2 separate regions of the Mus musculus genome follow, and region 2 is linked to region 1. A link is a contact called in public promoter capture Hi-C data. All regions are on one chromosome and are shown on one strand. Each heading gives the region's core, a stretch centred on a gene start, on an enhancer-like site or on the middle of the called end of the contact. The rest is flanking DNA. Distances are from core to core; before and after follow the strand shown. Region 1 holds the start of Ifih1 (interferon induced with helicase C domain 1). Region 2 overlaps Gca (grancalcin).

What was found. Promoter capture Hi-C pulls out the DNA fragments that hold promoters and counts their contacts.
Region 2: a contact with region 1 is called in a promoter capture Hi-C map of macrophages, with 7 read pairs. The contact joins the enhancer-like site here to the promoter of Ifih1 in region 1. A contact is called at or near these places in 1 of 39 promoter capture datasets (macrophages), 1 of 484 Hi-C or Micro-C datasets (nephron progenitors), 5 of 115 datasets of contacts at active chromatin or transcription factors (CD8 T cells, the SCID.adh cell line, bone marrow-derived dendritic cells and 2 more) and 3 of 9 other capture datasets (adipose tissue, bone marrow-derived macrophages and pancreatic islet).

What each region holds. Positions count from the first base shown.
Region 1 is chr2:62,644,746-62,647,790 of GRCm38.p6, reverse strand. It overlaps Ifih1 (interferon induced with helicase C domain 1), which reads left to right and starts at 1,536. Exons shown (of 16, transcript NM_027835.3): 1 at 1,536-2,313. The coding sequence starts at 1,861.
Region 2 is chr2:62,679,762-62,682,806 of GRCm38.p6, reverse strand. All of the region lies in intron 3 of Gca (grancalcin), which reads right to left. Among named protein-coding and RNA genes, the nearest start is that of Gca, 17 kb to the right of the region's middle. Within about 2 kb of position 1,641, at least 21 of the 459 cell types and tissues checked have an H3K27ac peak or open chromatin away from gene starts, as enhancers often do. A contact at or near this core is called in bone marrow-derived dendritic cells and macrophages, where this site is marked.

The DNA of each region.
Region 1 (3,045 bases), core at 287-2,786:
TATTTCTGTAATATCTCGAAAAGATACCTTTTGCAGATTCAATAACTAAAATGAATTCTAACTGAACACTAAGTCAGTCCTCCAAATTAAATAAATTAAATAACAAAATATTAGGGTTTTATGAGGAAACAGAAGGGGAAAGCCTGCAAGGCCAAGTATGCTTCCAATCACTTGGGCGACTTCACCTGTGTGTTTGACAAAGTCCTGCCTCTGTGTTCAGCCCAGAACGCCCATTCCAGGCAGGAATCAGCATGACTTGGTACTCCTAAAACGTTTTACAGAGTGCAGCTTACAATCGTTTAGAGTGGATCTCAGGTTTGTAATCGTAACTAGAGACTAACAGGAGGGCATGGCATAAAGTGCTGCTCTGGTTATTTTGAACGCTGTCACGAGGTTCATGAAAATCTTGCAGCTCTCCTACTGTTTTCAAAGAATCCCAGGCCTCCCTGGCCTCCCCAGATTTCAGTGAATATCTCCTCTAAAAGATTAATTTTTCTAAACGTGACTATCTGATAGCTTCTATTCTCCATAGGATTCTGGGCCAGGAAGTTCTTTTCAAAGTGTTAATGTTCCTCCATAGCTGGTGGTCTAGTTGCCTGCTTGGGGGACGGCAACCTACAGACTCTCTTTTATGCTCTTTCTGTACTGAAACAAAGCTGCTGTCTTTATTTCTCACTCTGAACGCCTCTTTTCTCCCTCCCATGACATAGACAAATGGTAATGTTTACTCCAAGGCAGTGCATTAGTTGCTAATTAAGTTACTAGATGCTTCAGCCAAAACGTGTTGTAATCAGTCCAAGAAAAGAATGGCAGCTATATAAAAAATAAGTTGTTGAGGGTTTTGTATTGTTGTTTTGTTTTTGTTTTATTGTAAGAGAGTTGTCTACTAGAGAATACAGGGACCTTGCATACTGGGAGTTAGGAAGCCTTCAGTCTTGGCTTCCTCCTAAACTCAGTTGGTGGCTAAAGTCAGCATGCATCTGTCATTAGGCAGGCCCCGGTCAAAGCTGAATAAATATTACACCGCCAAACAAAGCATGAGAAAATAAAGCTGTTGAGAGTAGTTCACTTTTTCATACTTAAGCCCCCGTTCTTGGAGGAACAAATTAGTTTTTGGGACCCCACTGGGCGGGAAGTTTATGGTAGGATGGATGCAGAAACGCCCCCTGGAGGTCTGGAACCTCTCTTTGTCTGCCCCACCCCCACCCCCACCCCTTGATCCCCACAAATGAGAATAACTCAATTTTCACATCAAGGCTTAGGGGCAATTCTTCCTTTCCCCCAAGACCTTCCTCGCCCTCTCCCTATTAACTGACAAGTGAGTACAGTCTTCTAAGCGGCACCCAGCGGTGAAGACAAAAGTATCCTTAAATAAAATAGTGCAGAGTACCGCTTGCTTTCTCAACACAAGGAAGAATTCGCGTTCCCTTTCCTGTTTCTCACTTTCTCACGGTGCTCTTGACCAAAGTCCTCACCTAACCCGCCGCTTCCACAGGCCTCCTCCACCCTCACGAAACTTATTCTCTGGCCCGGAAGTTGACGTTAGGAAAGTCTGGAGAAGAGAATCGAAACAGAAACCGATCTGTGGGTGGAAGGCAATACTTAAAGCTCCCTGAGGGTGAACGTCCCAGCGGCCGCAGAGCGAGAGCGGTCCCGGGTCTGTGCCCACCAGTTGCAGCGCTGTCCTGGCTCGTCTGCCCCCTGCCGGGTGCCACCGATCGATCCGGTGCTCGGAGGCTACTTGGTACCTGCGGCTCTCAGGCAGTTCAGGCGGGGACACATTCACTGCCACCTGAGGATCGTCCTCCCGCCCGCCCCGCCCGCCCGGGAGACTCCTCTCCCATTTCCTGAGACCTCACGATGTCGATTGTCTGTTCTGCAGAGGACAGCTTCAGGAATCTCATCTTATTCTTCAGGCCCAGGCTGAAAATGTACATTCAGGTGGAGCCAGTGCTGGACCACCTCATCTTTCTGTCTGCAGAAACCAAAGAGCAGATTCTTAAAAAGATCAACACCTGTGGTAACACCAGCGCGGCAGAACTGCTGCTGAGCACCTTGGAGCAGGGACAATGGCCTCTGGGATGGACGCAGATGTTCGTGGAGGCCCTAGAGCACAGTGGCAATCCCCTAGCCGCGCGCTATGTCAAACCCACACTCACTGATCTGCCCTCTCCTTCCTCTGAGACTGCCCATGACGAGTGTCTCCACTTGCTGACCCTCCTCCAGCCCACTTTGGTGGACAAACTTCTGATTAACGATGTCTTGGACACTTGCTTCGAGAAGGGACTATTGACAGTCGAAGACAGAAATCGGGTAGGTGTCAATGTAGTCGGAGACAGGTTTCTGGAAGATTTTGGGAAGCAGGAAGCAGGGTTGCTTGTACATTTTTTCCCTAGAGGGCGGCTTTTGACTTCTGTCAGCGCAACCTCCCCATCTTGTATAATTGTTCAAAATAACCCACAGGGAGTCCATTTAACAGATGAGAAAAACAAGGTAAGTTAAACAATTCATTCTTGGTCTCCCAGGAAGAACAGAAGCGGCCTTGCCATCATTATGATTAATCAATTCCAGGTGATACTGAATTTTATGATTTAGTTTTACCTATTCCTCAGTATGTCAGCCAGTAAGCTATGGCCCACCCGCTGCATCTAGCCTTCTATTCGTATTTTAAGAACCAGAAACTAAGAATGTTCTTTAGCTGTCTGATTTTTCAATTGTAAGTGTTGATAAAGTTTTATTGGAACTCTCGTCCTTAGTGCTTATTATATACTTTTTTATAGTTGCCTTTTCACGGTTGGGTGTGGGTAATATGGCCTATAAGGCTAAAATATTTATTACCAGGTTCCCAATGTCCCCCTTCCATGTCTTAGAGTTTGTAGAGCTTAGTAAATAATAAATAAGTCAGATGAGGAATTAGTTCTTGTTTCTCTGTTTCTGATCAGAGTTTTCTTATTGTCTAGAGTTCAAGTTCAGACATAGTCCACTGACAAATGCCACCACTCTCAGTTTTTCACACTATTGAAGGAGCAGGTGACCCTTTTGGAG
Region 2 (3,045 bases), core at 392-2,891, 35 kb before region 1:
AGTGGATGCTCACAGTCATCTATAAGATGGAACACAGAGCCCCCAATGGAGAAGCTAGAGAGAGCACCCAAGGAGCTGAAGGGTTCTGCAACCCTATAGGTGGAATAACAATATGAACTAACCAGTACCCCCAGAGCTCATGTCTCTAGCTGCATATGTAGCAGAAGATGGCCTAGTCGGCCATCACTGGGAAGAGAGGCCCCTTGGTCTTGCAGACTTTATATGCCCCAGTACAGGGGAATGCCAGGGCCAAGAAGCAAGAGTGGGTGGGTAGGGGAGCAGGGCGGGGGGAGAGTATAGGGAACTTTCGGGATAGCATTTTAAATGTATATAAAGAAAATATCTAATTTAAAAAACAGAAATTAAAAATAACATAAACAGGGCTAGAGAGTTGGCTCAGTAGTTAAGAGCACTGACTGATGTGCCAGAGGTCCTGAGGTCAATTTCCAGCAACTACATAGTGGCTCACAACTCTCTGTAATGAGCTCTGATGCCTTCTTTGGTATGTCTTAAGACAGCTACAGTGTACTCATATAAATAAATAAATAAATAAATAAATAAATAAATAAATAAATAACTTTTTCAAAAAATTACATAAACAAGTAAGCATATATTCAATCTCAGGATAGAAATTTAAAGATGAAATATTTTTATACAGTAGAAAGACAGACTTTTCATGCCCAAAATGACAGATTTTACTTTATCCTTGGGTTGATTGGGGGTCAGGGTGGACTTCAACCCTTAAAGGAAAAGGAAATAACAGAAAATTATTTTGCAAGTTCGAAAGTCGAGAGATGTGGCTACTTAATGTTTATGCATAACGAGAAATGCTGAGAAACAACCGAGTTACCTTGGGAAAGGTGCCAACTGTTGAGGAATTGGCAGCTTCTGAACATGTGTGTGAAGGTGGGGCTAAAAACAGAACTGAGGGAAGGGCTATTTTAAGAGCATGCAAAGCCCCAATCCCCTCCCTGCCTTACGCCGTTGGACGGCTGGCACACCTACACGCTCACCCAGCAGGACTTCACTTTCTGGGGATGTTTCTGGACTGTGGGACAGGAGGCACAATGGGAATAATGAGCTGCAGAAAACAAGCCAATTACCTAAAAATTTACACAGAGTTAAGAACTGTGAAAGTCTGCCTTTTCTCTTAAGGAGAACAGGAGAAAAGGCAGCCCAGAGGAAACAAAGGAAATCTCTCATGACAGTGAGCCCCGAATCCCAGAGCGAAACTGCCCAGCTTCACCTTACACGGAAGAGCACAGTCTACCAGATCAGGGCTTTTACTCAGCATTTTTCTGAGACTTGAGCAACAAAGTGTTAGACACTCAAGAACTGACAGGGAAAATAACCAAAGAAGGTAGAAAAGAAAAGTAATTTTAAGGAAGAAAAGGCCATGTAATAAGCATATTAATAGTTTCAGCGAACTATTAATAGAAATAGAAAGTGTAGCATTTGTGAAAAAGGGCAGAAGCTCTTAGAGCGTACAAAACTACCACCCAAGATGAAAAGATACAGAAGGTTTATAAAAGAAAGTTGAGGACATTCCACAAAAAGGAGAAGAGATGACTTGGTCCAAATAATGCATATTACAGAAAGAGGAAACACCACTGAAGAAAATTTCCCAGAACAAAAAAGTACAAGAGATTCCAGACTGAACACACCCACTCAGTTCCCTCACGCAAGACCACGAGACACTACACTGTGACAGGCCAGAGCATCAGGGCCCTGTGAGAAACAGAATGATCCCTGAGCGTCCAGAGAGGAAAAGCAAAGCTGATGCCGGTGAGACAGAAACGTAGATGATGGACCTGCAGACCAGAAGACGTCCTTCTGAAAATATGTGTGAAACTGTTAACCAGACAGCAGCAGGAAAGTCTTTGGCAGGAGCATTAAAACCCCAGGCCTCCTCCTGCTTCTTCTAGTTGGACACCACCCACTGCTCTGTAAAACATTCTTTGTGAAGTATATGTGGAAATGGGCTGTCTCAGAGAACTCTACCCATTGACAAGCAGCCACTCAATGATTGAGACAAAAATGAAAGCTTCTTCAGACACTTAAAGTCTCAAAATTTGATAAAAGCCACTTAATGAGATACCTCAGTGGAATAAATACTAGACAACAAGAGGCAGACTAAGAGGAGAGATGCAACTCTGGAGTGGGGAAGAAGTGCAGAGTGGCAGTGAAAGACAGGGACCCTCCTGTAACACAGAGAGCATCCCAGGAAACCGGGGAAAATCAGAGGGACTCAATCCCTAGCAAACACCGATTTCCCAGACTCTAGAAGGCAATGCACATGTCCAGAAATGAGTCTTGGCTTAGCTCAAGCTGGACTATAGATGGATTTCTGGCCTTTAGATAAGAACCAGCATACCTCAGAAACTTTTGAAACAGGTTCCCATCTGCCAAAGGGAGACATTTCCTTTGCCTCTGGCAGAAGCGCAGGTGGTTCTCCATGGCTGTATTCCCGTGGTTGCCTATCAAAGCCTGTGCTGGCCTCGATGCGCCTACCGTGCCTATTCATAAGGCACTAATGTATCTCTCTAAGACCCTCCCCTTAACATTCTGGCCCTTCTCGCCTCCTCAGCCTTCCCTCCTCCCAACTATCCATCTGTTCTCTACATAACAAGCTTTTCCTCCTGCCCCCACCTCCTGATATCCTCACTGCCACCCCTACTTCCCCACCCTACCCCCGCTATTCTGTACTGTCCCCTCTCTTGCTATGTCCCTATTCCCCCTCCTCTTGCAGATAGCCCTGTCAATGTCCCCTGTCTTTTTTTCTTTACACTGGACTCTTCCATATGACTCTAACTACTTTCTCTCTTATGCACAATCAAATTCTTCCCTTAATGGAGCAGCCATTTCAGCAGTATCTTACCGCTACTAGCCACTGTGATTTCTGAGAAAGACAAAAGGCTACTTAACAAAGAAAGGTAGCCATACACTGTCACAGAACATAGCTATAAGCCACGTGTAGACATGAGATAAGGTAAATGCTAATGATGGATCCCAAATTGTTATACATATTATACACTATTATACATC